2 separate regions of the Sus scrofa genome follow, and region 2 is linked to region 1. A link is a contact called in public Hi-C data. All regions are on one chromosome and are shown on one strand. Each heading gives the region's core, a stretch centred on a gene start, on an enhancer-like site or on the middle of the called end of the contact. The rest is flanking DNA. Distances are from core to core; before and after follow the strand shown.

What was found. A called contact is a pair of places that touch in the nucleus more often than the background predicts.
Region 2: a Hi-C map of liver shows a contact between it and region 1, with 3 times the contacts expected there. The contact joins two enhancer-like sites. A contact is called at or near these places in 4 of 47 Hi-C or Micro-C datasets (liver, mesenteric adipose tissue, retroperitoneal adipose tissue and 1 more).

The regions. Positions count from the first base shown.
Region 1 is chr1:223,699,655-223,704,892 of Sscrofa11.1, reverse strand. No RefSeq gene overlaps it. Among named protein-coding and RNA genes, the nearest start is that of KLF9, 45 kb to the left of the region's middle. Within about 2 kb of position 3,077, at least 13 of the 83 cell types and tissues checked have an H3K27ac peak or open chromatin away from gene starts, as enhancers often do. A contact at or near this core is called in liver, where this site is marked.
Region 2 is chr1:223,878,374-223,883,611 of Sscrofa11.1, reverse strand. The region is part of intron 23 of TRPM3 (transient receptor potential cation channel subfamily M member 3); the gene reads left to right. Among named protein-coding and RNA genes, the nearest start is that of KLF9, 130 kb to the right of the region's middle. Within about 2 kb of position 2,146, at least 7 of the 83 cell types and tissues checked have an H3K27ac peak or open chromatin away from gene starts, as enhancers often do. A contact at or near this core is called in liver, where this site is marked.

The DNA.
Region 1 (5,238 bases), core at 1,828-4,327:
GTACAAAAAGGCTTTTCATATCAGTATTAATTTTTTTGTATCCATTTTGCTTGGCAAATATTTGAGGTGATAAGACCAATATCAAATCAAAGTTAGAAAATACATCTTAAAAAGAACAAGGAAAATATGATCCCCTCCAGAAGAAGTCGAGGGAGATCAGTCAGATACAAAAATTGAATACAAAGGCAGTCAGAAAAGCAAGGCTTGGTCTCTGAAACAAGATAGGCTCAAATCTCAGCCCTGCCACTTACTGTGTAACTCTGAGTAAATAAGAGACCTGATATTCATAAGCCTTAAAGTTACCTTCTCTACAAGCTGCAGATGATACCAGGACTTACACAATGCCTGTATGGTTAAATAATATAGTATATCTAACTTATTGAGCACAGAGTCTGGAGTTCATTGTTTGTATTAATATATTAATATAAAAAGATTTTGAGAGTACTTGACAAAAATGGAGGAGTGAGGGTGGCTCTGTCTTGGAACATGTGTTATCTCATTTAATCCCTGCAACAACTCTGGGAGGTAGATACCATTTCTATCTCCACTTTACAGATGCTGAAATAGAAACAGAGGTGTTCTGTCACTGGTCCAAGGTAGGCATTGAAGGCAGCATCTACGTACAGGCTGCCTTCATGGCTCCAAATCCTCCAGGCTGTCTTATACCAAGATGCTTTTCTTTGCTACTCATTAAGGCATATTTTTCAAGCAAGAGAGGAGAAGAAGGACAATGAATCTTAAAAAGAATAGAAATGCGAAAGTTTACAAATGTGTATGCATCAGAAGAATGGAACCAAAGTGCAAAATACACTTGAGAATTTTTTTAAAAAAAGAGAGAAAAGGGAAAAATAATGGCCATATGTGTATTGTGTTAAAAAATGCAATGTTTGTGGAAAATTTCTTGGCTGGGTGATGGAGGAAATTGTATGTAAATGTGTAAAATGTTAAAACAGCTTTTACAATTAAAACCTGTGTGAAAGAGATAATGAAATTGCTTTGGCAAAATTAAAGATACTTTAACAATAAGATAGTATTAGAAGTAAAGTATTTTCAAGTGATGCTTGATACTGTTCTAATTCAGACAGGGTTTATGGACATAATCTTTTAACTGTTTTTAAAAGAAGAGGTTCACACACAGTAAGTGGGACGCATTTATCCAATAACTGCTTAGAATCACTTCATTTCCACATTGTTGTTGTTCTTGTTGGGATTTGGGGAGGTGTCTCTCTTCAAATGATTGTTTCAAGCCAGTCTCAAAGAACGGCATTATTATTTGTGTATTCATACCAAATCTATGCCTATAGCAGCCAATCCTGATCCCAGGTTTTTAAGGGTTTTTTTTATTAAAGTATAGTTGGTTTGCAATATTCTGTCAATCTCTGCTGTAGAGCAAAGTGACCCAGTCATTCTTTTTCTCATACCATTCTCCATCATGCTCTATCACAAGTGATTGGATATAGTTCCCTGTGCTACAAAGCAGCACCTCATTGCTTCTCCATTCCAAATGCAATAGTTTCCATCTACTAACCCCCAAATCCCAGTCCATCCCACTCCCTCCCTCTCCCCCTTGGCAACTACAGGTCTGCTCTCCACGTTGGTGAGTCTGTTTCTGTTTTGTAGACAAGTTCACCTATGCCACATTTTAGATTCTACATATAAGTGAAATCATATGGTATTTGTCTTTCTCTTTCTGACTTACTTCACATAGTAATGAGAATCTCTGGTTGCAAGCATGTTGCTACAAATGGCATTATTTTGTTCTTTTTATGGCTGAGTAGTCTTCCATTGTGTATATGTACCACATCTTCTTAATCCATTCATCTATTGATGGACATTTAGGTTGTTTCCCTGTCTTGGCTATTGTGAATAGTGCTGCAGCGACCATAGGGATGCATATATCTTTTTGAAAGAAACTTTTGTCCAGCTATATGCCCAGGGGTGGGATTGCTAGATCATATGGTAGTTCTATATTTAGTTTTCAGGAATATAATACTGTTTTCTATAGTGGTTTTACCAATTTGCATTCCCACCAGTAGTGTAGGAAGGTTCCACAATCCCATATTTTAACAGTTTTTAATATTCCATACATCTCACAGGTTGCTTCAGTGTTCTTGATGTAAATTCCTCAACATTTAGTTTCTGAAGAGCCACAATGTTTGGAACTGAGCAGCACAAACAATGTGATGAGAGTTATCACCAGATGACAAGTAATTTTGTACCACAATTCCAGAATATGCTGAAGAACAGTCAAAAAGCAAAGTCCAAGCAAGAGAACAAGCTTTTGTGTCCTGTCCTCTGGTTCATCTGCTTTAGGTGATGCTCTCTGAGACATATCCCAGCCCTCTTTCGCCTATGTTTTCCTTAGACCCCAATCCAACAGAGAACTGCACTTCATGGTAACACACCTCTCTGTAAAGATGTTTCTTCCATTTGGAAGCTACAGCTGAGGCAGGAGGGCAGATAATGAACAGTCTTTCCACCTGATCTCTATGGGTTCCAAAGACATCCTATTTATTTTTGCAAAATGAATCCAGGTTTTATATAAAGTAGTTTTATATTTCCACATTAGAATATAAAAGAAGGAATAGACCTAATACCCTTGTAAGACCCAAAGGAAATCAATTCACTAAGCTGAACATTCTACTCTTCTTGTTTATATACTCAGTAATGATTTTTAAGACTAGACTTTGGCTATAAATTCTGTCCATTTTAATAATATGATAGTTATTTTACCAGCAAAAGCAGGTTTATTCCAGGAGAGCCAGAGGAATTGTAATTTAGAATATATGAGGCATGGGGGACCGTAAGTGAATCCGGAAGCAAGGAAGGGGAACTTGCTTTTTATAGGAAAAAGAGGAGGGGTGGAAGGGGCTCTAGTAAATAAAAAATCCCTTGGAGGAAGCTGAGAGTCCAAAGTCTGAAGGCTTCTCATTGATTAGGCTGCTACAGTTTCTGATTGGCTGGACTGTCATGGGGCAGCGTTCTCTTCTTCCTGCCTAATAGTAATGTAGGCAACACTTTCACTTTCCTGTCCCAGATGTATGCATAGGTTACTTACTGTCTGGAGTAAGTGATAATGCGTAGAGCCCATGAGAGCTCCCCCTACAGGCTTGTCCCAACTCCAAGTTTAGCTGAGACTGCTTTAATTCCACGCTTAATAACAAGTATGGGTTATAATCATCAGTAAAGAAATTCTTCTCCTCCCTCTGTAATGATGATAAATAGATCATTTTTAATTTTAAATGAGAGGATGTCTTCTAGATGGCTTTTAGACATTGATTTTTGCTTATTCTATATCAAAACCCTCTTATGGAGACCCCCCAGGAACTGGTATCAACAATAGATAAGGCATGGAGTTCCCATTGTGACTCAGCAGAAGCAAATCTGAATAGTATCCATGAGGACGCAGTTTTGATCCCTGGCCCTGCTCAGCGTGTTAAGATCTGGCGTTGCTATGAGTTGTGGTATAGGTTGCAGACCCTACTCAAATCTGGTGTGGCTGTGGCTCTGATTGGACTCCCAGCCTGGGAACTTCCATACAGCGCTCCTACAGCCCTAAAAAACAAACAAAAAAAAAAACCCACAAAACAAACAGAAAAAAACAATAGATAAGGCAAAAAAAAAAAAAAAAAAAAAACCCAACAAACAGGTAAGCAAAACTTTGCAAGAAATAGCCTTCATGGTATGATTTGCTCTGGAATGAGAATCTCTTTATTAATTATCAAAGTCTCTTTTTCTCTGTTAATAGGGATGGTCAGGTTGATTTTTTTTTTAAGTTCTCAATATCTTATCAAATCAATGGTTTTAATGTTTTTAACAGCTTTGGTGAGATATGACTGACATACAAGAAACTGCATATATTTAAAGTGCACAGTTTATTTTGACATGTGTATACCCCTCATGAAAACAATCACAATCAAGGTAATGAACTTATCTACCAGCAGCCTCAAAATTTTCTCGTGCCCCTTTATAATTGCTCCATCTCATTCCTTTCTACTCACCTCTGCCACCTACCCAGGCAACCACTGATTGTTTTCTGACGCTATAAATTGGTTTATATTTTTAAGAATTTTGTATAAATAAAAGAATATAGTTCTATTTATTTTGGGGAGGGGGGGTCTGTCTCCCTTGCTCAGTATAATTATTTTGATCTCTATCCATATAATATTCCATTGCATGGATATACCATACCTTGTTTATCCATTCATCTATTGATGGGTACTTGGATATTACAAAGAAAGCTTCTATAAACATTTATGTAAAAATCTCTCTATGGACATAGGCTTTCAATTCTCTCGAAATACCGAGGAATAGAATAGTTGTATTTTATGGCACATGTATATTTAACTGCTTAAGAAACTGGCAAATTGTTTTCCAAAGTGGTTATATCATTCTACTTTCCCACCAGACTTGTAGGAGAGTCTCAGTTCCTCCATGTCTTTGTCACTAGTTGGTACTGAATATCTTTTTAACTTCAACCAATTCAGTGAGTGTGTAGTTGTTGAATTATGGTTTTATTTTTTGTCTTTTTGCCATTTCTTGGGCCACTCCTGTGGCATATGGAGTTCCCAGGCTAGGGGTCAAATCGGAGCTGTAGCTGCCAGCCTACGCCAGAGCCACAGCAACGCGGGATCCGAGCCACATCTGCAAGCTATGCCACATCTCACGGCAATGCCAGATCCTTAACCCACTGAGAAAGGCCAGCAATCAGACCCACAACCTCATGGTTCCTAGTTGGATTCGTTAACCACTGAGCCACGACAAGAACTCCTGAATTATGGTTTTAATTTACACTTCCCTAATGACAAATGCTGTTGAGTACTTTATAATGTGCTTTTTTATTTGCATATCTTCTTCAGTGGTTTTTCTGTTGTAACTTTTGCCCATTTAAAACTTTAGGGTATGTTCTCTCTTTTTCTTTGTTTTCTTTTTCTTTTTTTTTTCCTTTTTGCTTTTTAGGGCCACACCAGCAGCATAAGGAAGTTCCCAGGCTAGGGGTCGAACAAGAGCTACAACTGCAAGCCTACACCACAGCCACAGCAAATCAGGACCAGAGCCATGTCTCCGACCTACACCACAGTTCACAGCAACACCAGATCCCCAATGCACTGAGTGATGCCAGGGATCAAACCTGCAACCCGCAACTAGTATCCACATCCTCGTGGACACTAGTCAGATTCATTATGGATTCATTATGAATCCTAAAAATTTAGGGTATTTTCTAATTTGAAAGTATTT
Region 2 (5,238 bases), core at 897-3,396, 180 kb before region 1:
AAATTATGGGAAAATTCAATGGGCGGAAAGCCAACATCATATGAGGACAATAGCAGGAGGCAGAATAGTTAACCAGAGGAATTCACATTGAAGAAATAGAGGATAATAGATAGGACAACTTTTCTGGAGTTTTGAGACAGCTAGAGCCTGGAGCCCAAGTAATATAAGAAGCCAGATGAGGCTAATGAGATCTAGGCCTCAGACACAGACTGGAGTGGCCATTGCTCCGGTTTCCACGATTATGCTGGGGACAAATTGTTCTGGTGCCTGAGGAGTAGGTATGGCTCCCAGGTCGCAGCTGCATATGCTACCAGAAAATCAACTTTATGTCTTATTCTACCTATTTCTGTCTTGAATACCCACCCCATTACACTGGGGGGAAATCACGACCTCAGGCTCACCCCTCTTCACCTCCCCTGAGGTGGATTAATGTTGGGGGTGGGGACAAGTTGTAGTTTGGGGAAATCTGTCCACACAGTTTGCTGCTAAAAAACATCCATTATCCCCATCAGTGTGACCCTTCAAGTCTACCTGACTTTTGGGGTCTCCGCACAATCCCAAATCCTTGACGCTTTCTCCCTGCTGCCCCAAAGAAACCACATGGCCTGAGCCCACAAAGCACATGCAAGCTGGCATTCATTCTCAAGTACCCTCCTACATATGCACGGACACACAATTCTCCTCTCCCCTCCAGTCTTGCTCCTGCCACCATACATATTTTCATCTGTTTCCTAAATTCTCCTTCTTCTTGCCTCTTCTACAGATGCTTGCAGGTCCTGAGAGTTTTACATCCAGAACACAAAAGCAGCCAGAGACTCAAAGACTGTTTCTGGGTTCCACCTTGCAACCCCTTCTTCCCCAACACAGAGCCAATACCCGCTTGAAAGACAGGCAGGAAAAATGAGTGAGCAGTTGAAAATGCTATCCCACCACACTGAATTAACAATCTTGTACATACAACAGGATGTCCCCAATAAAAATAAACATTGGCACCAGGCATGCTAGATGTAATCTCTGCATTTCAAACGGAGGATGGTATGTGAAAGAATCATGGTCTGATGTCATAGTACATCATCTAACGGCACTGCTACAGGGATTTCTTAAACTCTTAGAATGGTAGTGGGTGTGGCAAGTTTTTCTAGAATAGCCCTGTCCAGTGGAATCTTCTGAGATGATGGAACTGATCTAGACCTGCACTGTCTTAATACCATATCTTCTAGTCACATGGGGCTAGTGAGCCCTTGAAATGTGTGTGGCCAGTGTGAATGAGAAAGAGAATTTTTAATTTTGTTTCATTTTAACTAATTTTTCATTTAAATAGCTGATCATTGCCAATGGCTACCTCATTGAGCAGCTCCATTCTAGAATATAAGAATCCTTTAGAATACCAACTCTGTGAGAACAGGAAACACATCTTCCTTGTTTCCTGCTGTCGCCTCAGCACTTCAAGTGTGTGTGGCACAAAGTAGGTGCTCAGAAAATATTTGGAGCATGAAAAAAAAACCTTGAAATAAGGAATAGAGAGTAAAGTTGTTATTTGCTTTTACACAATCTGAAAAAAAAAAAGATTTTGATGATACATATAAAGGAATTTGAAATTTTTCAATAGAAAAACGAAAAGGAATTAGGTTTATTATCAAGGAATTTAAAATTTGGATTAAATGTAATGATCATAGATTCATGCCCCCCCACACACACAAGGAAAAATGAACTCAGATGGGATCGTAGAATTGATAACTTCCTGCAATTTAGCTGAATTTGTATTCGAGAAGAGAATTACAGCCTGATTCAAGAAGTATTTATTGAGCAAGTTATTCTAGACTATGTGCAGAGATTGATGGTTGGACAGCTATAAGGAAGATGGGAAGAAAGAGAGGGAGAGACGAGTCAGGAAGGAGGAGGGAAACCAGGGAGGGAAGGCAGGCCCTTGATTGTGGAGGGCAGCTGAGGAAGGAAGAGAGAGCTATTGGAGCCCAGCAGTGGGCCCGGATGAGACCCATGCAGAGAGCCCTGCCAGCTCCGCATTGCTGGAAGTGGTTGCCATGCATCCCGTAACCAGGGGCCTTTGCACAGGCACAGTGTTCTGACCAAATGCAGTGAGGCAGATGGCTGATTTACACTCAGCAGAGCAGAGTACATCCCTTCTGATAACACGGCAAGATTTTAACTGATCTATGTTAACAACAACAAAAATAGACTGATCCACCACCCAGGTTAAATATTAGCAGACAATCCCAGCAAGACTCACATGTTAATTGTTTTTCTCAAATGTGACAGAGTCCACATAAGCCTGCAGCCTCAGTAAGGAGGGGGAAGGAAGATGCTCAAGATCTTCTCAAGATACTGTCCAGTGGAGCGAATAGCTTCCTGCCACTAGATTTCAGATGATGTCTGGCAAGGGATGTTTGGAATTACCTGGCATTCAGCCAAGTATTTGGTATCTATAATATCAGGCCAGAGGTTCAAGATGAGGACATGCTTGGCAGAAGACCCCAATAACTTCAGGTCAGATACAGAATTTGGTGTCTTTGCCGTAGTGACACACTCAGTTCAAGTAAACAACATCCTCTGATGCATTCAAACTAGAGGGGGCTATTTCTTGACCTGGGTTGTCCTTACATGGGTTTTCATTTTACTCTGGATATATATGTTTCATGGGCTCCAATCTGTATATGATCTATCTCACAATGTAATATAAAAAGGGATAAAACAGACATCCTGCCATCACATTTTCCACATTCTAGTTTGAGTGGGTTCATTCATTCAGTGACATTCACTGAGCACTGTGTGTGCTAGACTCTGTGCTAGGTGCTAAAGATTTAAGAGACATGCATTATTGCCTTGGCTTTAACAAAAGTTTAATGGGGATGATTGACAAGTAAACAAGTCATTGCAAGTCAGTAGGATATATATTTCCATAAGGTGCTGTATAAGAACTTAGCTCAAAGGAAAGAACACACTTTTATTTGAGGGTGGGTTGGGTGGGAGGGGGACATGGTGAAGCAGAGAAAAACAAGAGGGCAAAGTACAGTCAGAGAAATTAAGCTGGTTCATAAAGGCTATTAAGAGTTTCCTAGATAGATCATGAAAGGGCTTTCTAGACAGACACCATCATGTACAAAGCTAGACAGCATGACAAGGTGTGCCAGGTATAGGCATATGGAGACAGCAGATAAGTGAGACTCCTTCCCTGGACCAGTCAGTTAGGGGTTTGTCCCCTGCCCTGCAAGATACTCCCAAGCCTCCTTTACCTGCCTTGGGTTTACACATGGCACCATATTCTTTTTGTCTGGTTTCTTATATGTATCCCCTGCTGGACTTGTCCATGTTTTCCACCATATTTGAGTGAATGAATGGAGGAGGGGTTTAAAAGATGGATTATAAAAACTTTGTATGCCAGGCTAGGGAATTTGGATCTTTTCTCATGGGAAATACAGTCTTGACCTTGTGAGGCACTCCTTTCCAAGCTGAGGCTCTGGTTTATAGAATTCACAGGTTGTGTGTGCCAAGTAGGGATATTGTGCCTGGAAAATATGTTCATTTCAGGGAAACTAGATGAGCCATAGAAAAGTCCTTTGTTCTGCAGTGTCTTCTAGAAGAGGAGTAGCAAGTTTCAAAGACTCACAACATCCCCTGGAATAGGTTAAACCTACTGACTCTTCTCCCCTTAGTGTGAAGTATTTGAACCTTTAATGTTAACCCTCAAAATAGCCTAAATCAGCATTCAGGGAAGGAAAGTTAAGATGGGGGCAGGAAAGCAGATGGCTCTGGAGGGTGAGGCAGACTTTGAGCAGCCAGAGGGAATCATGAGGCGACTGTGTACCTGGAGGGCAGGGAAAGTGAGACGGGGTGTGGGAAAAGTTCAGAAAGAGAGGTGGTGGCAAAACAGCTATGCCTACATTGCAGTTTTGCCAAGGGCCTTGGCAGATGCCCGGCTTGCCTCCAAAAACCGTCTTCTATGCTGTCTGCAATAAATCGCTGATGCCTGAATTTAAATATCAGGATTACTTGAAGTTCCAAAAGCCTCAAGCTCCCCCAGTTCAGTCTGTAGGTGCTGGAGTTCCCAACTCCAGCTTCTCCAGTTCATCCAGATTTCTCCTCATCTATACCATGCCTCTCCCTGCTCAGAGGCTCACAGGTACAGAGGAGAGGAGTCACAGCATTCAGGTACCACCTTCTCTCACCTCTTGCTCTAGTTCACCCTTTGTTATCTTCAGGTCCATTGAAAATCTATTTCCCGGGAAGCTCAAAGATTTAAAAAGCCCGAGAACAGCCAACAGAAGCTGGAATACCCTCAAAGAAGTTTTCTTGTGACCACAGGATCTCCCACAGTTAGATCTACCCCACTGGCTCTCAACCAGGGGCAATTTAGCCCCACCCTTCACCCCTGGGGGACATTGAGCACTGCTTAGAAGTGTTTTTGTTTGTCACAACTTGAAAGATGCTACTGGCACCTAGTGGTAGAGGCCAGGGATGCTACGGCACATCCTCTGGTGCCCAGGACAGCCTCCCAAGCCAAAAAAATCACCCAACCCAAAATGTCGGTAGTGCAGAGATCAGGAAAACCTGGTCTGTTGGAATCCCAAATTCACCTTCTTACTGTTGCTTCTCAAAGCAAAATGGTGCAAGATGGTTGCCGTCAACATCTGTAAAGCCCTGAAGGACAGATCTGGAAAAATCCCAAGTCCTCACAAACTGATGCCAGGAACAAAGCGTTCCAGGCCCCCTTCTGCCATCCCCCATGGAGTTTCACAACATCTCTCTCCACTCTGCTCACTCATATGATCTTCAGACCAAAGACCAAGTTAGGACATCATGCAATGATAGTGTCAGCATGGTCAAATGACAAGCCACTTTTAGCAAACAGCTCTCGGGCTGTTTGGGATGGAATAAACCTAGCTTCCATTGCAATGAAGAATGAGGAGCACTCAGAGGCCTAACTTACTCAGAATTCACCAGATATTCTGCAGATCCAGGTAGGGTCTAACAAACTTCAACACTTCCCTTCCCAATTTTGTATCTGAGAAGTTCCTGTAATTTTTTTTTTTTTTGGATGAAAAAAGCATCACCTGGCATGATCAGAGGAAGTGGCTAGAGTGATCTCAGAAGTCCTGTGAAATTGTCCGGTTCAGCCAGTTCAGCTCATCATCTGGGATGAAGAAGGAAGAACTACCCTCACTATTGATCAGACTCAATAGTTGCAGTTACTGACCAACTTAACACTATGGACTGAATTCA